Regions from separate parts of the Mus musculus genome. Here all the other regions are linked to region 3. A link is a contact called in public Hi-C, HiChIP or PLAC-seq and promoter capture Hi-C data. All regions are on one chromosome and are shown on one strand. The core of a region is the stretch at or near the end of the contact, and the rest is flanking DNA. Distances in the headings are between cores, read along the strand shown. Region 1 holds the start of Klc3 (kinesin light chain 3). Region 2 holds the start of Vasp (vasodilator-stimulated phosphoprotein). Region 3 holds the start of Prkd2 (protein kinase D2). Region 4 holds the start of Exoc3l2 (exocyst complex component 3-like 2). Region 5 holds the start of Ercc1 (excision repair cross-complementing rodent repair deficiency, complementation group 1). Region 6 holds the start of Ercc2 (excision repair cross-complementing rodent repair deficiency, complementation group 2). Region 7 holds the start of Ppp1r13l (protein phosphatase 1, regulatory subunit 13 like).

Evidence for each region. Promoter capture Hi-C pulls out the DNA fragments that hold promoters and counts their contacts. Hi-C and Micro-C count contacts between places; a contact is called where the count stands out from the background. HiChIP or PLAC-seq counts read pairs in DNA pulled down with a chosen protein or histone mark.
Region 1: an H3K4me3 HiChIP or PLAC-seq map of stem cell-derived neural progenitor cells shows a contact between it and region 3, with 5 times the contacts expected there. The contact joins the promoter of Klc3 here to the promoter of Prkd2 in region 3. A contact is called at or near these places in 2 of 39 promoter capture datasets (hippocampal neurons and maxillary cranial neural crest), 1 of 115 datasets of contacts at active chromatin or transcription factors (stem cell-derived neural progenitor cells) and 1 of 9 other capture datasets (liver).
Region 2: a Hi-C map of B cells shows a contact between it and region 3, with 7 read pairs. The contact joins the promoter of Vasp here to the promoter of Prkd2 in region 3. A contact is called at or near these places in 4 of 39 promoter capture datasets (cranial neural crest, embryonic stem cells, liver and 1 more), 1 of 484 Hi-C or Micro-C datasets (B cells), 4 of 115 datasets of contacts at active chromatin or transcription factors (embryonic hindbrain, embryonic stem cells, forebrain and 1 more) and 3 of 9 other capture datasets (adipose tissue, embryonic stem cells and pancreatic islet).
Region 4: a contact with region 3 is called in a Hi-C map of B cells, with 6 read pairs. The contact joins the promoter of Exoc3l2 here to the promoter of Prkd2 in region 3. A contact is called at or near these places in 1 of 484 Hi-C or Micro-C datasets (B cells) and 1 of 9 other capture datasets (liver).
Region 5: a promoter capture Hi-C map of embryonic stem cells shows a contact between it and region 3, with 7 times the contacts expected there. The contact joins the promoter of Ercc1 here to the promoter of Prkd2 in region 3. A contact is called at or near these places in 4 of 39 promoter capture datasets (cranial neural crest, embryonic stem cells, liver and 1 more), 1 of 484 Hi-C or Micro-C datasets (B cells), 3 of 115 datasets of contacts at active chromatin or transcription factors (embryonic stem cells, forebrain and large pre-B cells) and 1 of 9 other capture datasets (liver).
Region 6: an H3K27ac HiChIP or PLAC-seq map of acute myeloid leukemia shows a contact between it and region 3, with 6 times the contacts expected there. The contact joins the promoter of Ercc2 here to the promoter of Prkd2 in region 3. A contact is called at or near these places in 1 of 115 datasets of contacts at active chromatin or transcription factors (acute myeloid leukemia) and 3 of 9 other capture datasets (adipose tissue, embryonic stem cells and liver).
Region 7: a contact with region 3 is called in a Hi-C map of B cells, with 8 read pairs. The contact joins the promoter of Ppp1r13l here to the promoter of Prkd2 in region 3. A contact is called at or near these places in 1 of 39 promoter capture datasets (liver), 1 of 484 Hi-C or Micro-C datasets (B cells), 4 of 115 datasets of contacts at active chromatin or transcription factors (acute myeloid leukemia, embryonic stem cells and forebrain) and 2 of 9 other capture datasets (adipose tissue and liver).

What each region holds. Positions count from the first base shown.
Region 1 is chr7:19,402,600-19,405,520 of GRCm38.p6, reverse strand. It overlaps Klc3 (kinesin light chain 3), which reads left to right and starts at 1,417. Exons shown (of 13, transcript NM_001286039.1): 1 at 1,417-1,500.
Region 2 is chr7:19,270,382-19,273,309 of GRCm38.p6, reverse strand. Vasp (vasodilator-stimulated phosphoprotein) reads left to right here and starts at 1,456. Exons shown (of 13, transcript NM_009499.3): 1 at 1,456-1,796. The coding sequence starts at 1,792.
Region 3 is chr7:16,841,303-16,844,273 of GRCm38.p6, reverse strand. It overlaps Prkd2 (protein kinase D2), which reads right to left and starts at 1,372. Exons shown (of 19, transcript NM_001252458.1): 1 at 1,241-1,372; 2 at 411-792. The coding sequence starts at 650.
Region 4 is chr7:19,462,031-19,464,730 of GRCm38.p6, reverse strand. Exoc3l2 (exocyst complex component 3-like 2) reads right to left here and starts at 1,444. Exons shown (of 12, transcript NM_001370800.1): 1 at 1,378-1,444.
Region 5 is chr7:19,343,623-19,346,454 of GRCm38.p6, reverse strand. Ercc1 (excision repair cross-complementing rodent repair deficiency, complementation group 1) reads right to left here and starts at 1,384. Exons shown (of 10, transcript NM_007948.2): 1 at 1,259-1,384; 2 at 738-849. The coding sequence starts at 842.
Region 6 is chr7:19,380,718-19,383,711 of GRCm38.p6, reverse strand. Ercc2 (excision repair cross-complementing rodent repair deficiency, complementation group 2) reads right to left here and starts at 1,695. Exons shown (of 23, transcript NM_007949.5): 1 at 1,653-1,695; 2 at 1,334-1,433. The coding sequence starts at 1,657.
Region 7 is chr7:19,359,799-19,362,498 of GRCm38.p6, reverse strand. Ppp1r13l (protein phosphatase 1, regulatory subunit 13 like) reads right to left here and starts at 1,283. Exons shown (of 13, transcript NM_001010836.3): 1 at 1,183-1,283.

The sequences.
Region 1 (2,921 bases), core at 168-2,667, 2.6 Mb before region 3:
TTCTAGAATTTGCTTCGTTCATCCTGTAAATACTTTTTGCGCATCTGCATCATGCCACTCTACAGTCTTGACCTTGAAGACGACCAGAGAGACACAGGGCACGCGTTGTAGAATATTAAAGACCCAGGAGCCTACATTAAGAGATTCTTAGATACTGCAGCATGGGAGCTATTCAGGAGGCTGAGGCAGGACTGTAAGTTTGAGCCCAGCTGAGCTTTATAGGGAGACTCTATCCCCCCTCAATAAAATAAAGGTAACTAGGGTACAGTGGCTGTATTTTCAGAATTAAGTGAGACCCTGCCTCAGAAAAGGAGGGCAGAGAGAATTAATAAAATCAACACACACACACACATCTATATCTATATCTATAAATATATATATGGCAGGGAGAGCTAAATAGTAGATGCTTTTTCCTTGTATTCACAGGGCTCTGGGTACCACTCCCAGCAGTGCACACACTACTGTTAGCTCATGTTAATCAATTCAGGTCTTCCAGAAGACCCAAGTTCAATTCCCAGCACCCACATGGTGGCTCACAATTGTCTGTAACTCCAGTTCCAGAGGATCTGATGCCCTCACCCAGATCTACAGGCAGAACACCAATGCACAGTAATATAAATCTTTAAAATAAAGAAAACCCCTCTTACTTATGTGTCCGTATGTATACACAAATGCACGTGTGTGGGTGCCCACGTTCCATCCATGCATGTGAATCCATCCAGGCTCTCCTTGACCAACTCCGGAATAATTCCCAGGAGTCAGTTTTCATGGTTCTTGGAGATGAAACTCAGGCTGTCAAGCTTGGCAGCTAGCGCCCTTACCATCTTCTCAGCCAGGAATAGTTGTGCAAGGTCTTCAGGTTGTAATTATTAAAACAATATTTTTTGGAGATTTTTATCTTTATTTTATGTGTGTCTGTGGAGGCCCTGGAAGAAAGTGCTGGATCTCCCTGGAACTGGAATTACAGATGATTTTGAGCCGACATGTGGGTTCTGGAAATCGAACCTGGGTCCTCTGCAAAAGCAGCCAGCACTCTTACCTGATGAGCCATCTGTTTATTCCATATTTGTGTATGTATGACTGGACACATGTAGAAGTCAGAAAACAACATGTGGGAGTCCGTCTCTGTCCACCCTGAAGGTCTCAGGGATCGAACTCAGCTCCTCAGGATTGGCAGCATGCACCCTTACTGTCTGAGCCTTCTCGAAGGCCCCCAGATAAAGTTTTCAGAAGTTCTCGGAACGCAGGTTTCACCGAATGCTGCGGCAGAGGGCGTGGCCTGGGCGCCTGCGGGGGCGTGCGTTGCCTCCATCGGCCCCGCCCCGCCTCTAGACCACAGGTTTCTCAATGTGTGCTGGCGGAGGGCGCGGCCTGCGCACCTGCGGGGGCGTGGCTTTGCCCTGCCCCACCTCCCTCAGGAGCCTCCGGGAAGGCGGCGGCCGCGCAGCGGGAGCAGCCCGGTCTCCGCGCAGCGAGGCGGCTCGGGCGGGCGGCCGTCAGGTGGGCACGGGGGACGGCGGCGGCTGCTTCGGGATTCCCGAGGGGGCCGCAGGGATGGAGGGAGGGAGCCAGGGACCTGGTGGCCGGGATGAGCCTCGGGGTCCCCGCGGAGCCCCGCCCGGCCCCTAGCGGAGTAGAAAAACAGCTGCGGGCGGGGCGGGGCCTTGTGACGCGAAGTCCGGTGCAGGGTCTCCGCGGCCGCGGGGAGGGGCTGGCCGGCTGTCGGAGGGTCCCCCGCTGCAGCCTGAGGGTGCAAGACATGCATGGTAAGGGAGCCTGCGCGAGGTGTGCAAAGAGAGGGAGAGTAAGGCAGGGCGCACTGTGGAAACTGAGGCGGGAGGAGCGGAGTTGGAGGCGAGCGAGCCTGGGCTTCGTACTCAAGGGAGAGAGACAGAAGGAGGGCGGATGTGGGTACAGATGCCAAAGGGAGGGAGAAAAAGAAAAGGAACGTGGGCCAGCAAGGAGAGTAAAGGTGTTGATGCCAAACTGTCTATTTCTCAAGTTTGATCCACAGGATCCGAAAGGTGGGAGGAGAGAAAGGACTCCTCCCTTAAGTTGCAAGTTGTTCTCTTGGCAATCCATGTGCCTCTGCACACACAATAAGTACATAAAGGGAAAAAAGTTGACTAGGGACCAGGCATCATGATGCACACCTATAATCCCAGCACTCGGGAGGCAGAGACAGGCGGATCTCTGAAGACAGCCAGGGCTACACAGAGAAATTCTGTGTCAATGTATACATATTCATACATATGTATATATATTAGAGAAAATCTGTATCAACATATATATACACATACATATGTATATATAAAATTATATATATTTTAAAAGTAAGAAAGAGTCACATTGTGGGTAAGAGTGTAAAAGAAATGAGCTACCATGTTACTCAGTGATGGGGACAGAGTGAATGTGGATGATCTTGTCTGTCTCCTGTGTGTGTGTGTGTGTGTGTGTTACATGCGGACTGTGCATAGCACTGAGCATGTGTGACTGAGATACTGGGTCAACTGTATACTTGTGGTTGATTCACACAGATGGCCATGTGTGGCAGGGAATGGGGTTGGATCTAGGTGTTGCGTGGCAGTGGGGGTGGAGTGTGTGGAATTGTGTCAGTGATATGTGACTGTCACTGACTAACTGTTGGCTGTGTGTGGGTATGTGGGTGACTGTGTCTGCAAGCTGAGGTTTACTTAGGTGTGTGTGTGTGTATACGTGCACACACGTGAGTGTGGGGCAAGCCTGCTGTGGACTAGTGAAGCTCTCTTGGGGCTCCTGTGAGTGCCGGGGACAGCTCGAGTGGCAGATGGCTGCGGCTGAGCTGTGGGAAGCTGCATATGGAGCATGGCCCCTTGGGTCTGAGATTGTGCGGTGGGGAGGGCGGTGGTGATCCTGGCCACACTGGGGCAGAGTCAGGATGG
Region 2 (2,928 bases), core at 207-2,706, 2.4 Mb before region 3:
TACAGTTATTAGCCCTGTAAGTGTTGGGAATTGAACTTGGGTCCTCTGCAAAAGTAGCAAGTTTTTTTTTTTAATTTATTATTATATGTAAGTACACTGTAGCTGTCTTCAGACACACAAGAAGAGGACATCAGATCTCATTATAGATGGTTGTGAGCCACCATGAGGTTGCTGGGATTTGAACTCAGGACCTTTGGAAGAGCAGTCAGTGCTCTTAACCGCTGAGCCATCTCTCCATCCCCCCCCCCCCTTTAACTGCTGCCCTACTTCCACAGGCCACTTTTGTTCTTAAATATATAACCTCAGATGACGTTAAAGTCACCCTGTAGCCCAGGTTGGCCTCAAACTCGTGATCCTCTTGCCTCAGCCTCCTGGTTTGAGCAGGACAACTAACTGGTGTACTAGATTTTTTTAGAGCAGAATTACTGTAAGAGTTTGGCCTGAAGGTTGAGGTTCTTACAAGTGAAGGACAACAGGGAGCCAGCATAGCATCCAGGAAATGGATTGGCCAAAGGCCACGTGGATTGATTCTCGTGAGTTTGGGAGCGGGGGGACCCAAATAAGCTAAACCCATTCCCTGTCTCTGAGCCTCAGTTTCTCGATCAGTAAGTCAGGAACTGCCATTTTCTTAGAGTTACCGCCTTTCAGCCGGCCAGGTAGAGCTCTACGGGAGGGGCGTGTCTGCATGATGATGTAACTCTGGGCGGGGCCTATGGGTCCCACTGCGGAAGGCTTGGGGGAGGGGGGGCTCGACTCAGCCCGGACGTGTTGGCGGGGAAGGGGCTCTAGAGGAGGGTCTCCGGGCCTCTGAGCCTGCCGGATTGTTGGGACGATCCTACTACCCTCCGTGGGCAAAATTAAGCTGTAGCTGGGCCCGCGTGGGGAGCAGATCGGGGTCTCACCACCAACCCTTCGCTCCTAGTCTATCCCCCACCCTTACCCCCGCCCCCACCCCAACCACGACCCGGCCGCGGTGAGTCAGCGGCCCGCCGCGCCCCCTCGCTCACTTCCTCCACACCTTCCCCGGGAGGGTGGGGGGCGGCGAGGGGTGGGGCTCGGCCTGAGAAGCGAGATCTGGGGAAGAGAAGTGCGGAAGTGTTACTTAAAGGTGGAAATTGATGAGATCCCTTGCTTAACCAAGGGTACCCCCATCCCCCAAAAAATAAACTGAGAAGTCCACGGAGCGAGTTGGAGTGGAGAACCTACACCCCCAGATCTCTACTAAAGAATTTGATAGTGGAGACAGCTAGAGATCAAAGAAAGGCCCCTTGTCTCTTCCACCAAGCTTTCCCCTCCAACTCCGGAGTGAGGCTCAGGGTGCACCCCCACGCCACAAGACCGGGAAAGGAGTGCAATTGCGGAAGCCCAAGGTTCCGCGTTGCCTTTTAAACGCTCTCCATCCCCCGCCTGGAGGCGTCCACGGCCCCTTTAAGGCGCAGGGAATTGTGGGTACGGGGAGTGGAATTTTGGAACGAAATGTAGCAAAGAGAGTACAGTAGTAAGAGTAACCGCGTAGGTGCAGCCGGCCGAGGGGGTGCGCCGGCGAGGTTCGGACGCTGCACCCCGCTTTCCATCGCAGGGGATCCCAGCACATCAGAACACCGGTGGGAGGAGGCGCCTGAAGACCCGCCCCGGCCCGGTCCACGTTCTCCCCAGGAAGCTGGACTCTATGGGGCGGGACCCCGAGAGAGACTGAGCAGAACCTGGAGCCAGCCCCGCACCCCTGCACTTCCAATCAGGGGCGCCCCGGGAGCACTCCCCGTGGGCGCGCCGCCCGCCCTCCGCGCAGCCATGAGGTGAGCCCCGAACCCTCCAGCCGGGTCCCAGCCGGGAGCCGGCTCCGCGCCCCGCCTTTGTCCCCCTCCCCCCCTCCAGCGCATTTGGGGCTAGATTTAGGGGACACAGCGCTTTGGGCGTCCCAGATCTGAGCCGGTGCCTTCTGGAACGATCTCTAAATATCGACACCCCGTTTCTCCACACTACTCCCTAAAGGCTTGGGGCGGTGCCGGCTGAGGTTCTCTTGATGGCTTTCAGGTTTAGGGGCGCTCTCGGGACTCAGAATTTGAAGACTTTTGGGGGGAGCACCTCTGAGTTCTCAGATAGTCAGATCCTCGCAGGGATGATCTAGTATAAGCGGGCTCAGAGTTACCGCCCCCAAACTCAAAACCAGGTGGGAGGCTGGCTAGAGAACCCTAGCCCTAAAACTCTTGAGTCTCAGGTTGTGGTTGGAATTCGGATCCTTGCGTCTAGGGCACTGGATGAGAGTCCCAGAGTGGAATCGCGGTCCTTAACTTTAGGGGCACTTCTTGATGTTCCTAAATTTGGTGGACACCGAGGTTCTCCTGTGGAGGAGTTCTTGGGAATCTGGCCCACGGGGCCTAGAGGGTCTGGATGGGACTCTTCTCCCCTTAGGCAACCAGGTTGGGTCCTAGGGCCCTGGAGCACTCCAGGCCCAGGGCGGCTCCTGGACCCCCGGGCCAGAGGACGGTTCTGGTCCCCCCCCCCCAACCTGGTGGCCGGGGAGGGAGGGGGCGCAGCAGCTGGGGGAGGGGGGCCTTTGTCTTCCTGACTCACCTGTCGAGACAGCTGGTGTGGGGGGCGGGCCCCCGAGTGAGCACTGTGGCCAGCTGCTTTCCCCACACCACAGTCCCTCCCCCTGGGCTCAATGTCGCTGGGTGTTACCCCCTTCCCCAGGCCGTGGGATTGGAGGAGGGGGCGCTGGAAAGCGTCAAGGTCATAGCCTTCTCCCTCAGGGACCCAGGCTCACTAGCTTCTTCCAGCTCTCTTCCTAGGAATTTAATCTTGTAGGTGAGGGGGATACAAAGATTTTTTTTTTCTTTTTTCTTTCTTTTTTTTTTTTTTTGTATGTCTTCCCTGGGACTTGCCCTGAACTCCTGGGCTCACCTGAGGGCGGGGCCTGGCCTGACA
Region 3 (2,971 bases), core at 123-2,622:
CCTGGCAGCTTGTCCACACACCCACTCACACATGTCACCCGATCACCATGGCCAGTATGGCTTCAATTTCTACTGTTTCCAAAGACCGGAGGCCCAGGATGGGCCCATCAGAAGAGCTCTTCCTGATCAGCTGCTCCCACTTGCCCCTTCCTCCCAACTCCACACCTGGTAGGCCCCTCCCTTCCTCCCTGCTCGCTGCAGAAAACAACAAGCAGCGACAGGCAATTTGGGGAGGCCTCTGGGCACCCCACCCCTATCCGGGCCTCTCTGAAACCGGTGGTGGAGTGAGGACACGACTAGGGTGTAGTGCCCCTCCTCGTCTGTCACCTAGGCCCCTCTCTGGCCTCCCAACAATCTCAGGCCACCTCCAAAGCCTCCTCCTTTATCATGAGAGCCCCCTATGCCCTCACCTTCTGGTCCACGATAGAACAGGCTAGTTGCTTCACATGAGCCAACTCTGAGGCAGCCGGCAACAGCACGAACTCTCGGGTCAATCCGATCTGGATATGGAAGGAGACCCCCGAACCCGGAGCCGGGATCTGAGGCAGCAGAGGTGGCGGCGACTGGAGATCCAAGCCACCGGGGGGCGGAGGAGACCCGGGCCCCGGAGAGCCGGGGAGTCCTGCGGGATGGGAGGGGGCGGCGGCCATGGGGGCCAGATCCAGATCTGCCGCCCAAAGCTCACCAAGGACCCTGGGACCTAGATCCGAGAGCTCTCTTGCGGTGGTGGTAAGAACGCAGGCATTTGAGAGAGAAATCTGTCAGGTTGAGAGACGCGAGGATGGCGGGATCCTGGGCAATGAGAGAAAAGGCATCTAGTGGGTCACACGCCGGGAGTCAAGAGAGCAGAGTTCAGAAAGAAAAACAGTGGTTTGGGGAAGGGTACCCAGAGATTGGAAGGTTGGAAGAAACCAGGAAAGAAAGTCGGGTAGGGCAGGGTCCCTGGAATCAAAAGACACTGCGATCCAAGGCCCCTGGAGAAAGAAGGCTGAGAGCAAAGCAGAGGGAATGCCAGGATCCGGTGGGTTTGACGGCAGGACCAAAGTCAGGGCAGGCCTGAAGATGCTCTGCCTTGGGGGTAGAAAACGGGAGTCTGACCAGGGATCTAGTGGATCGTAGGAACCCGACTGGCTCGGGGATGAGGAGGGGTTGCCAGGGCCAGGGCTGAAAGAAGAGACTCTCACAGGTCGTGAAAGTCGGAGGAAAGTTGGATCAGGGGCGGCGGAGGAGGGAGCGTTACCGAAGGCGGGGCGGGTCGGGGACAAGGGAGGGTCGCACAGCGCGGGTAGCTCTATTTTTCCCCCTTCAAAGTTTAAGTCGGCAGCGGCGGCCCAGAAGGAAGTCTCAGGAGCGATGGCACAGCTGGCCAATCAAAGCAGGGCACCGTGACATCACAGGGCGGGCCTTACTGGGACGGAAGGGGAAGGCGGGACCCCGCACCAGGGAGTTGGGGGGAATTTGGTGGCTGGGGGTAGGAGGGCGGAAGGGTCAGCGTTTCCTCTGCACAGTCCAGCCTGGAAAGTTGACTTTTCGCCGCAGTTCACCGCGGCACGCGAGAGGGGCAGGCGCTTTGTCATTGAAGGAGTGAGCTGTCAGACTGGCACGCATCCGGCGCCCACCGCAGGGAAAGGGTCGGAAATCGTTGTCAAGTCCGGTGGCTTTACAGTTTCTGCTACTCAACCTGCCCCCAACACACACACACACACACACACACACACACACACACACACACACACACACACACACACACACACAAAAGCGCGCGTCCCCAGCTCAAAAGCCCAGTATATAAGGTGGGAAGTCGAGGAGGCCTTAGGATGCACAAGAGAGCTTAATTTCAGGTTTCTCTCCAGAGAGTTGAGGGTACAAAGCCTGTCCCTCCAACCAAGGTGGCATGACAAAGGACACCACCACTTGATAGACCTCCTGTGAGACCAAGTGCCGACATCTTTCTGGCTGTGTGACTTCTCCACTGTGAGCCTTAGTTTTTCTGTCATGAGGCCGAAATACAGGTGGTGCCTGGACACTGCTAAAGTTGAGTTGATGTGGCTGCCTTTGATTTTGCAGAGGAAAGGGAAGGCACTGAAAACATCCAGGGGTGTCTGGGTGGGTGTGTTAACGGAATCATCCAACATGTGGCTGGTGAGATGGCCAGGTGGGGAAAGGCATTTGAAGCCAAGCTCACTGGCCTGAGTTCAATCCTGTACACTCACATAGTCAAAGGAGAACCAGCTGAGCTACTGTGGGTTGTCCTGACCTCCACCCTTCTCTGAAATAAACAGTAGTGCAATAACAGGAAATCTAAAAAGCTAACATCAACTGAGAGCCTGTGAGTCTGTGTAGTCAACTCTAACTCCATCAAGAGCCGTTCTGACTTTTACTCCAGTAGTCAGGCAGTGGCTACCAATTAGTTTTCACATCCAGGTAGCTGGAGCTTTAAGAGAGCAGCAACTTGTCCACAAGGGCCCCCCCTTACTGGTTCAGCGCTGCTGGGGGCAGCTGAGGTGGGTACAGTGCTGGCTGTCACCACATCCGGGGGCAGAGGCTGGGGAAGGAAGTCTGAGGCTGGAGTGAAAACCCAAACTACCACCTGGGGAAGTTGCAAAGAGGGACAGGGGGAGGCAAGGCCACGTGGAGCTCACAGCCTGGCTAATGAGTGTCCCCTAAAAACCACATGCCTACATGTACCTTCTAGACAGGCATGTCCCCAGCATGTTTGACTGCCTGCTTCTGGGACTCACGGCCCCCTTTACCCCGTGACCCTGGGGCAGGTCTAGAAGGCGGGGGTTGTGGAACATGCTGTGCCTGCTGTTTGGAATGTCAGAGTGGCTCATACCCTGCTCTGTATGATGGGACTCCAGTCCTTCCCCACTGTGGCAATGAAGGCCTAACTCCCACCAGCCGACATTAAACGTGGGTAAGGGGAGGGAACTCTGTACTGCTCTGCACATCCTGCCCTCTGCCTGGGTCT
Region 4 (2,700 bases), core at 195-2,694, 2.6 Mb before region 3:
GCTGGGGCCGGAGGACCACATGCTTTTGAGATTTTTGAGGCCCAGGTTTCAAGTGAGACCCCGTATACAGACAATCTCTAAATGCGAAGATTATGCCTTTAATCCTGGCAACTCCGGAGGTCAACCTGAGTCACGTGAGATCAAAACATCAAAAGCCAAGGCAGGGGACGAGGCTCAGTTGGTAGAGTACTTGTCTGGCTTGCAAGAAACCCTGGCTTCCCACCCCAGCAGCCATGCAGGGCTGCAATCCACACACTGGGGAGAGGGAGGGCAGGACCAGAGCGTCAGTATAGTCTTTGGGTATATAGAAATTTGACACCAGACTGAGCAACGTGAGACTCTGTGGGAATTTTGTTTTCTTAGTTTTTCTAGACAGAGTTTCTCTTGTAACCTTCAGTGTTCTGGAACTCACTCTGTAGACCAGGCTAGCCCTGAACTCACAGATCCACTCACCTCTGCCTCTTGAGAGCTGGGATTAAAGTGTGCACCACCACTGCCTAGCTGAAAAATTATTAAAAAAAAAAAAAGTCCTAAGGTCCATGTTCGAAAACTGATCCTTTTAGGTTACACATCCTTGAGCCTGACTCTGACATCAGCATCACCAGCCGGGGCAGCCTTCATATCCTATCCTAGCCTCTCTTGATCACTCTCTCTCTCTCTCTTTATTTTAATTAATTAATTAATTTTGTATGTGGGCACACAAGCCATGGTCGGTATGTGGGGTTCAGATGTGAACTTGCAATCGTCGGTCCTCTCTGCCTTGTGGGTCACAGTGACTGGATCCAGCTCTTCAGGGCAGCAAGCATCTACCTGCTGAGCCATCTTGATAGCCCTTCCTTTCTATTTAATTAATTAATTAATTAGTTAATTAATTAATTAATGGAGACAGAGTCTCAATCCCTAATCCAAGCTTGTTCAAACCGGCCAGCCTCCTGCCTCAGCCTCCGCTCCTTAGTGCTGGCCCTGCAGGTGTGAGGAGCCTGTGTGTGTGTGTGTGTGTGTGTGTGTGTGTGTGTGTGTGTGTGTGTGTGTGTGGCTTTCTGGTAGCTGCAACCCTCCTCACTGGAGGCAGCCAGGCACTGGCTGCCCACCCCACGGGGGTGTCCCCATCCAGTGTCAGAGTGTCAGAGTGCATTAGACCTAACATCCCCATCTCCCTCAGCCAGGAGTGGACCCCATCTCTACAAGTCCTTCCTACCTCTCTGGATCCCAGAGCCCCAGTCCCTGCCGCCGCCGCTTCACCGCAGCACTCACCAAACCCAGCCTTCAGCCTGCATCTGCTCACCCAGCCCTCCTGCCTCCAGAGTTCTGGGTTCTGATGAGGTGTCCCATCTTTGGAAGAAGTTGGGGGCATGCTTTCTTCACCCCGACACTCACCTTCTGTCTGTGCCTGTCCTTCTGTCCCCTCTTGCTGTCCAGTCCCCAGACTACTTGGGCCAGGACTGCTGAGAGCTTGGATCTAGGGGGGGGGGGGTTGGAGGAGGACAATTTCCTGTCAGGAAGCCCCTCCCTCTCTGGGGCCAGGGGCTGGAAGGCCCCATTATCTGTCTGCCCTTCTAGGCCAGGCTGTGGTTGGGCCCTGCTGTGACAAGGGCCACAGACCCCTCTCCCCGCCCTTACCCCCCCTCCCAGCTTTGCCGGAATCCGCCCGCCCTCCTGCCTGCTTTTCACGCCTCCCAAGGTAACAACATCATCCTGTGTGCCCAGGGGAGACACCCTGAGCTGGACAGGGGCCCACAGCTGAGCTCTGGAGTAATGGAGGTGTGGATAGGGTCTCAAGGGAGCATGTGTTCCTCTTGTATCCTCTGCTGGGGGACAGGATTCAAAGGAAACTCCACTGGTCCCAGAGGCTGGATTGAGGACCCAGTGGGGTAGCCCTGTCATGGCTTTTAAAATGTAGCTCTCGGCCAGTGGGGCGGTGGTGGCTCATGCCTTTAATCCCAGCACTGGGGAAGCTGAGGTAGGTGGCATCTCTGAGGCCAGCCTGGTCTACAGAATGAATTCCAGAACAGCCAGTGACTCATAGCAAGATTCTATCACTCCTCTGCCTCTGTCCCCCACTGTGGGCCAGTCTCCCAGGGACCTAGCTGTATTGTATCATAACCACAGAGCACCTTCCATCAGATGATAGACTCAACTGCACGTGCATGCTCTCCTTTTTTCTCCTTTTGAGACGGGGCCTCATTATGTAGCCCAGGCTGGCCTAGAACTCACAAAGATCCTGCCTCCCAAGTGCTGGGATTGAAGGCTTAGGCCACCTTGCCTGACTCTTCTTTGCATGTATGTGTTGGGGGTGCCGGGGAATTGAACTCAGGGCCCTGTGCACGATGGTCATGTGCTCTGCCATGATACTACTTCCCAGTCAATCCTTTACAGATTCCCCAACCCGCCCACTCCAATGAAGGTGCAGCAGATCTGACTTTTTTTTAAGTGTATTATTTATTTATTTATGTTTGTGAGTGACTACAAGTATTGCGTGCATGCAGTGCCCAAGCCCACTAGAAGGAGACAGATCCCCTGGAACTGGAGTTGGGTGGTTGTCCACTGCCCCGTGGTTGCTGAGAATTGAACCCTGGTCCACTGCAGAAGCAGCCAGTGCTCCTAACCACTGCTCAGTTCCGTTCTCCAGCTTCACATTCATACTTTTATGCCTTTCGGTTTAATGGATCTTTATGCACTCCCAGGGTTGCAGCAGAAAGT
Region 5 (2,832 bases), core at 135-2,634, 2.5 Mb before region 3:
GGTCATAGCAAGGCTCAAGAAAGAAAAAAAGAAAGAAAAGAAAAGAAAGAAGGAAGGGGGGGCAGGCAAGATGGCTCAGTGGGTAAAGGTACTTGCCAGCTTCGTGACCTCACTCAGTTCAGTCCTGAGGATCTACACAGTACAAGGATAAAATCAAGTCCCACGGGTTATCTTTTGCCCTTCACAGGAGCTTCACAGCACTCATCCATGTGTGTACAGACAGCACAAAGACATGTTTTAGAGGCCAGAGAGATGCCTTCTCAGTTAAGAGCACTGGCTGCTCTTCAAGAGGATCTGGATTCAATTCCAGGTCTAGGGGAGCCAATGACTTCTGGCCTCTGCAGGTCTACATGCATGTAGTGCACAGACATACAGGCATGCAAAACATCCACACAAAAAACAAAAGGATGTTCCATTGCTATAACCTCAGCACTTGGGAAGTGGAGATGGGAGGAACTGGATTTAAGGCCAACCCTAGCTACACATCAATTTCAAGGCTAGCCCAGGAAACATGTGACCCAATCGAAGACCCAAACTAAACAAACAAAAGCTATCACTGGCCATTGCCCAGCTGCCAGCCTCTCCCTTAACCACCCTGTCATGCCATTTTACCAACGGGCAAACCGAGGATTGCAGAGCATGGCAGGTTATTTTTCCAAAGCAACCCAAGCCTAAACTCACACCGTAGTCCCAGGGATCCTTTTAACTCCCAAGAGCCCCCAAGTCTTCGCTCTTACCCCTGCACAGGGCACCTCTTCTTCCTCCAGTGGGATAACAAACTTCCTCCTGGTGGGTGGTCCTGAGGGCTGTGGCCGACTTTCCTCGTCCTTCCCAGGGTCCATCTGGGGCCTGAAAGGCGTGGCGACATCGTCGTAGGCATTTCCATATTCCAGAGGGAAACTCTGGCTCACAGTGGTATCCCCACCCCATCCCACAAAAGGTTGCCCGGTTCGCTAGCGTTAGGTTCCAGAGGACCAACCAGTGGGCCCGCCCCTTTCCTCCTTCTCACTCCGGATTGGTCTACGGGTCTTATAGCCCCGCCTACCTGCTATTACTCCCGCACGACACTCGCTCAGAGGCAATTGGCCCCGCCCCCAGGGGCACACCTGGATGCTTTCGCCTCGCCCAGTCCCGGCCTAGTCTCAGCCTCCGCAATGATTGGCTTCTTCCGCTGCCAATCATCAATCCCCGGCCTCCATCCACCTCCACCCTGTCCCTCTCGGTCCTAGCTCTGCGTCTAAGCACTGCCAAAACTCACCTGGTCTTTCCCGATGCCTAGAAGGAAATACCACGGGGGGAAACAGAGGCGACACAACGCCAGCACAGCCAGCACAACTCCTGCTAGACTCACTTCCGGCCGCTCTGGCCCTTCGCTCGTCTCGCTGCTCCCCGGAGGAGTTAGAGCGGGGAACTCTATTCGCGCTGCTCTCTATGGTCCTGGAGGACCGCTGTGGTTTGGGGCGGATGGAAGCTTGTGCATCTTGGTACCTGGGAGACTTTGACTTCAAGTAGTTGTGTTCCAAGGCCCTCTTGAGCGCTTCCCAGACTCCAGATCCGGCTCAGTGATGATCAAAGGAGGTGGGGGAGGGAAAGGAGGAAAGGAGAGAGAGACAGAGACAAAGAGAGAGAGAGACAGAGAGAGAGAGAGAGAGAGAGAGAGGAGGGAGGTGAGATTTCAGAGGACGCCCTCCCTGTAAGCGTGGGTGGACTCAGCCCACAGACATTGACTCACTCATTCTAAGCCATTCCCCACTTGCATCCCAAGCAGGGACTGATACCGACAGCTGTGGCTTAAAGTCCAGTGGGACAGTCAGACAGGGACAACCCAGAGCGGGCAGGGTCGGGAAGGGAGAGCCCAGAGGACATTGAGCCCGTGTTAGGGGGCACCTGACCCAGCTGGGGTGTGAGGACGGGCTTCCTGAAGGAAGGGACACCTGTGTTCCGAGACCTGGGCCCCATGAATGACTTAGTATGACTCATTTCCTGGAAGGACAGTTTCACCCCGTTCCAACTTGTAGTTCTGTGATTGCTAAGGAAATAGTTTAATGGTCTTATATATTTTTTGTTCTTGCTCATTTCCTTTGCCTATTCCTTTTAACAAAGATTGGCTCATATCCTTTGCCCATTTTTTCGAAATGAGCAATTCAACGGTTTTTTAAATTAAAAAGGGGGAGGAAAAGGAGATGAGCATCTTTTGATTACCGCCCATTTGTTGGAGTGATGCTTAAGGGCTGATGCTGTTAGTCACTTCATTAGGCTGCAAATCTTTCCTTCGAGTTCATACTTTTAAAAATTCTCCATTTAAAATTTTGCATGCATTTACCAACGTATTCTCCATTTTCTTTTGGTCTTCGTGTATTGAGAGAGGGCACGCCCAAAGGTCATCATATGTAATCCCTCTATATCTTTTTTAATGTTTTCCTAGTTGTGAGGTGTGTGTGTGTGTGTGTGTGTGTGTGTGTGTGTACAAGCACATGCCTACGCTGTGAATTCTAGGCAGAGACACTACTATTGAGCCATGGCCCCAGGCCTTTGGAAGTGTGATACAAAACAGAACTATTAATAGTAGCCAGGCGAAATGGCTCACACATTTAATCCCAACACACGAGGCAGAGACAGGCGGATCTCGGTGAGTTCGAGGACAGCATGACCTACAGAGTGATTTCCAGGTCAGCCAGAGCTACAAAATAAGATCCTGACTCAAAACTAGTTAATTTATCAAATTTAATAGTAAGTAACCGTTGATCCTAGGAAGGAAAGGGGTTGAGCTGCCAAGGAATCAGAGTGCCGTGCATAAGCCTTGCCATTAGAGGGCGCGCCTGAACCGTGTGT
Region 6 (2,994 bases), core at 446-2,945, 2.5 Mb before region 3:
CTAGTAGTTACTAAGAATCTCTGGCTGGCTTTGAACTTTTGGCAATCCTGTTGCCTCTACTTTGAGTACTGGGACTGCAGGCTGAACCCTATTTCTGTGGCCCTCTTACTGACACAGCTAATGAGTTTACTGAGCAGCAGACAGTAGGAACCTTTTACCTCTCAGGATCACAGCATTCTTGCTTCTAAGTAGCTCCATAAACCTTACTTGGAACAAGGTTGTGAGGGCTAATACATTGGTGGGCCAGCAATATGGCTTAGCGGGTAAAGGTGCTTGTGGCCAAGCCTGATCACCCGAGTTCAATCCCCAAGACATACACGGAAGGAAAGAACCAACTCTACCCTCACGTGCACACTGTAGCATGTATACACACATTGGAAATAAGTATACCTAAAAGAAAACTTTTTTTAAAAAGTTTGTGTTCAGGGCTGTTGAAATAGCTCAGCAGGTAAAGGCGATTGCTATCAAACCTAACAGCCTGAATTTGATCCCTAGAACCCACATAAAATGATAAGAAATCTGGGTGGTGTTGGCCTATGCCTTTAATCACAGCACTCAGGAGGCAGAGGCAGGTGGATCTTTTGGGACTTTGAGGCCTGCCTGGTCTATGAAACAAGTTCCAGGACAGCAAAAATCACACAGAGAAACCCTGTCTCAGAAAACACAACGAGGGACTGGAGAGATGGCTGAGCAGTTAAGAGCACTGGCTGCTTGCTCTTCCAGAGGTCCTGAGTTCAAATCCCAGCAACCACATGAAGGCTCACAACCATCTGTACAGCTACAGTGTACTCACATACATAAAACAAATAAATCTACAACAAAACAAAACCGAAATAGAAGTGGAAGGAAAAACCCAACTCCACAAAGTTGTCCTCTGACCTCCACATACGGAACCCCTTCTTCCCTCCACTATTGTCACTACCAGGAATACCTCCAGAGTTTTCCTATACATAGCCCTAGCTAGCCCGAAACTCACTATGAAACCCAGACTGTACTTCAAACTCGAGCAATCTGTCCTCAGCCACCCTGTCTCTAGAATTACAGGCATAATTGTAATTACTATCAGTCAGTTTATGCGGTGCCAGGATGGAACCCAGAGTTTCACCCCTGCTAGCTAGGCTAGCACCCTACCAACTGAGCGACATTCCTCGCCTTGTTATTTACAATTGTTGTTAGTACACGGTCTCGCTGTGTAGCCCCGGCTGGCCTCCAAAATCGCAGCGATGCTCCTGCCTGGGTCTTCCGGGTGCTGGGATAGCAAGGCCCGGGCCCCGACCAGGACGTTTGCCTGCCAGAGGCATCAGAATGCAAGGAGGGCAGCCTCGCCACCCACCTTGGCGTCCAGCGTGCGCTTGAGCTCCAGCATGTAGGAGAACTGCTCCGGGTAGATGTAGTCGTACGGGAAGTAGACCAGCAGCCCGTCCACGTTGAGCCTGGCGGCGGTGAGGCGTCGGTGCCCGGTGCTCTCGAGCCGCCTCGGCCTCCGCTCCGCCCGCCCGCCCGCCCTCGTGGCGTCTCGCCGCCAGGGACCCCGAAGCCACCCGGACCGGTCTCCGCAGCCTCTCCACGCCGCGCCCCAGCCCCGGCGACGCCCACCCGCCGCCCCATTGCCCACCGCAGAGCCGCCCGCTCTTTCAGAGACCCCATCTCACTTCATGGCGGCTGATCGCGGCGTCCACACGCCCGCTCCTGAATATTCAACGAGGGGGCGTGACCCAGAGACACACCTTCCTCGGGACGCCATTGGCCGAGTCCTCCCGTCACTCTGCCAATCGGAAAATTGGCGCGTGCGCATGGCGGTGAGAGGGCGGACTTCGGAGAGAAGTGGTGCCCGAGGCATCGCTGAGGATCGCCGAGGACTTCGAGCAGAACACAGAAAGAAGAGAGTCGAGAGAATCGATAGAGTTCATTGCTGCTTCGCTCCTCCAGGTTCTGTTCTGGTTGTCCAAGTCGTGAAAATAGTGTTTAAGAGAGAATAACAGAGAAATTGGAGACCGTCTTGATTTTTTTGTTTTTCGGGTGTTTTTTTTTGTTTTTTTGTTTGTTTTTTCGAGACAAGGTTTCTCTGTGTAGCCCTGGCTGTCCTGGAACTCACTCTGTAGTACAGGCTGGCCTCGAACTCAGAAATCCACCTGCCTCTGCTTCCCACCACTGCCCTGCCTAGCACGTGTTTTTAAGCATTTATTAATATGGGTTGGAAAGATGGCTCAGACGTTAAAGCATAGGTCACAAACAAACAAAACTTCATTAATTAAGGGCCTGGAGGAATCACTCAGTAGTTAAAAGCACTTTCTGATTTTGAAGAGGAGCAGGGTTCCCAGCCGCCCCACTCTCCACTCCCACCCCCCAAATCAGGCAGCTTATGATCGATCACCTTTAGGGCTAGCTCCATGGAATCCAATACCTCTGGCCTGTGGAAGGAAGAGGAAACCTGCAGAATTTGGTTCAGTCCTTTCCTTCCACTATGTGTGGGAATCGAACTCAGGTCAAAAGGCCTGTACCTCATGAGCCATCTCATGAGGTACAGGCCTCAGTAGACAGTCGTACTATGTAACCCAAGCTGGTCCGGAGCTCACTCTATAGCCTGGGTGGCTGGCCCCAGCTTGTGGCTAACCCACCTGAGGGCTGGACAATGCTGTCAGTTATTTCATATCTCTGGATTCTTGCTCAAATATCACCTTTTAGTCCTTCCTCCCTTCATTTCATCCTTTCTTTTCTTTCTTTTTTTTTTTAAGATTTATTTGTTATATATAAGTACATTGTAGCTGTTTTCAGATATACCAGAAGGGGGTATCCAATCTCATTACTGATGGTTGTGAGCCACCATGTGGTTGCTGGGATTTGAATTCAGGACCTTTGGAAGAGCAGTCAGTGCTCTTAATCACTGAGCTCCAGTCCCTTTTCTTTTTGAGAGAGTCTTTCTACTTAGTTCTGACACTGTCCTAGATCTCACACTATAAACAAGGTTGGCCTTGAACTCACAGAGACCTGCCT
Region 7 (2,700 bases), core at 34-2,533, 2.5 Mb before region 3:
CTCCCTCTTCAGACCCTTCTCCCCCACCAGCTTCGTAATCCCCCTACATAAGGGCTCAGAGGTGGAGAGACAGTGGGAGGTGCGTGCCTGCCCCTGCCCTCTCCCTGGCTCAAGGACAGACAGACACCTCCAGAATTAGCCTCCCTCCCTCCCTTATCTCCCATAATACCTCAGGTCAGACAGATGGAAGTGGAGGCAACATGCCTCACCTCTGGGTCACAAGGAGCCCCACCCCAGGAGGAAGAAGGTTAATTAGAAAAGCTGGTGGCAGTGAAGGAATTCCTTCCACACACAGACAGCTGTCACAAGAGCGAAGGAGACGTCCAATTCAACTGCCTGTATGGCCCGCCAGCCTGTTTACCACTTCCATTCTCTGTAACGCATAACGCAGCAGTACACGGCCACAGAAGCCTACCAGATCCAGCCCTGCAGTCCTGTTATTCTGCCCTGGGCTCTAGAATGACTTTACCAAACACCACCTATTTCCCATCCCGTGGGGGCAATAAGAGGTCTGACTCCCGCTTCCGCTAGGGGGCGCTCCTGGGCGAATGTGACTCCTCTGGTTAGGCAGGTCTGACGCCCCAGCTAATGACATGTTGGGGTTCGCTCAGCGGCACAGAAGAGGTTGGAGAGCTGCCCCGGCTTCTCACTCCCTGCCCCCATCCCAAAACCAGAAGGTGGGGTGTAGCGCACACAGCCTCCTGAGAAACCCACGCCCCTCGTGCTTGTCCCACTCTTTTCGAAGACCAGGATCCACTAGTCCAGTGCCACTAATTTTACTCAAACACCTAGTGGTTCGGTGCTGAAGGCAGCTGGAGGGTGACCGGGCGCCGGACCATTCTAGAACGTCCTGATCTCCCACATCTGCCCCAAATACAGAGACCCGGGACCTCAACAGCACCCTAAGACACTTCCAAGGGTCCCCAATTAAAGTATTCAAAAAATTCCAGCTCCAATAACTCCCCAGGACCAAGGGCTCCGAGCACCACTAAGAGCAGATGTCCAAACCCCCTATCCATCTGCCCAGTAAAGTCGGCACCCCAGTTCCTTCTTTCCAGGGATCCAGGCGTGAGCTCCCCACACTATTCCCCTGGACTTAAGGTCCGAGTTTCCAATAAGTCTTCCCAGGAACGCGGTATCCGGTTCTGGGGTGGCTGGACCCTGGGTGGGGGTGGAACTCACGCGTCGGGGCAGATCCTGGCACCGGGGGGCTTTTCCTCGGGCTCCGGCTCCGGCTCCAGCGGCGGGGAGCGGAGGACGGGGCGGGGCAGTCGCCTGGGAACAGGTTAGACGACGTGACTCTGACTGGAGGGAGGCGTGTCCCTCGGAGGAGGGGGAACTGCGGTTGCCTGGAGCACCTTGGGATTTGTAGTCCCGAATGGGCGAGGCGCCGCCAGGGACACTTCCATTTGGAGTCAGACGCGATCCATTTGACAGTCAGCCAGAGCTAGGTCCAGAAGATCATGGACGTCCTGGACGGCGAAATGCACAAGAATTTAGACCCTCACCTCACTATGGGTACAAGGGAAGAACCCCTGAGCCCTTTCCCACTCCTCCAGGCTCAGTGTCCCCTTGCCTGAGTGAAGATTTGGACACTTAAGGAGGAGATGGGAGGCGCGGAGAAATTCACACGACCAATACTATGGCGAGAAAAGGACCCACCTTAATCAGGACTCCAAGCCCCGGGTTATCTGTCTAAATAAAACAAAAAATAAAAATAAGGGGCCTCTAATCCTAGTACTTAAGAAGCAGAGACAGGCGCACCTCTGAAAGTTCAAGGCCATCCTGATCTACACAGCGAATTCCGAGCCAGCCTGGACTACATAAAGAGACCCTGTCTCAAAAAAACAAAACAAAACATCACAGCATTGGCGATTTACTGGCGTGCCTAGCAACAAGCTGAACTACAATCCCCAGCAGACTCCTGACCGACGTCCATCGCCAGCCACCTTCGAGTTATCTGGGAATTGGAGTTTTGAAGCCCACAAAGGGCGAGCCCCAGAGTTTCTCGCCCACGCGCGAGGGTGGACACATAGTCTGGAGATTCCTGGCGGAGGGAACACTCCTTCGTAGCCTTGGTGACCTCTGTTCTCAAAAGCCTCAGAAGAAGGGGGGAGCATCCCAATGCTGGAGGAGTCTCCAAAATCTCCGCAGAAGGGGCGGGCAGCGACGCTGACACACCGGCCAGGAATGCAGTCGAGTCTCCCTGTCTCGCCACCGTCCCGCGGCTCCACCCGCCACCCCATGCGCTGCAGTCCTGCTGGGAGGGGGCGTGGGCACGTCCCCCAAATCCCACGTGCACGCGCCGCTGTTTACTTGGGCCGCGGAGCAGACAGGGACCGACCAGCTGCACCTCTACCTGCCTCGGAACCGTGAGGAATACTTCCCATTCCGGACACTAAGTCCACGAGGACATCTACAAGTCTTCCCTGACACTAACCCTCACCCCGTTTCAAGCCAGGCTCTGGGGCTCTGGGGTCCGAGGCTCCTCCCATGACTCTGCAGACTCCTCCCCCTCAGTTTCCCGCTTCCCCTAGACTTCAGAAGCTCCGCCTCTGATTGCTATTAAAATGCTCCGTTCGTACACTTTTCTCTATTTTCCGACCTGGTTCAGTTAAATCTTCCACGTTCGCTGCACCAGGGACTTCCGAAGATACACTCTAGCTTTAAAAGTACAATCGTGACAACCAGAATTCTTAC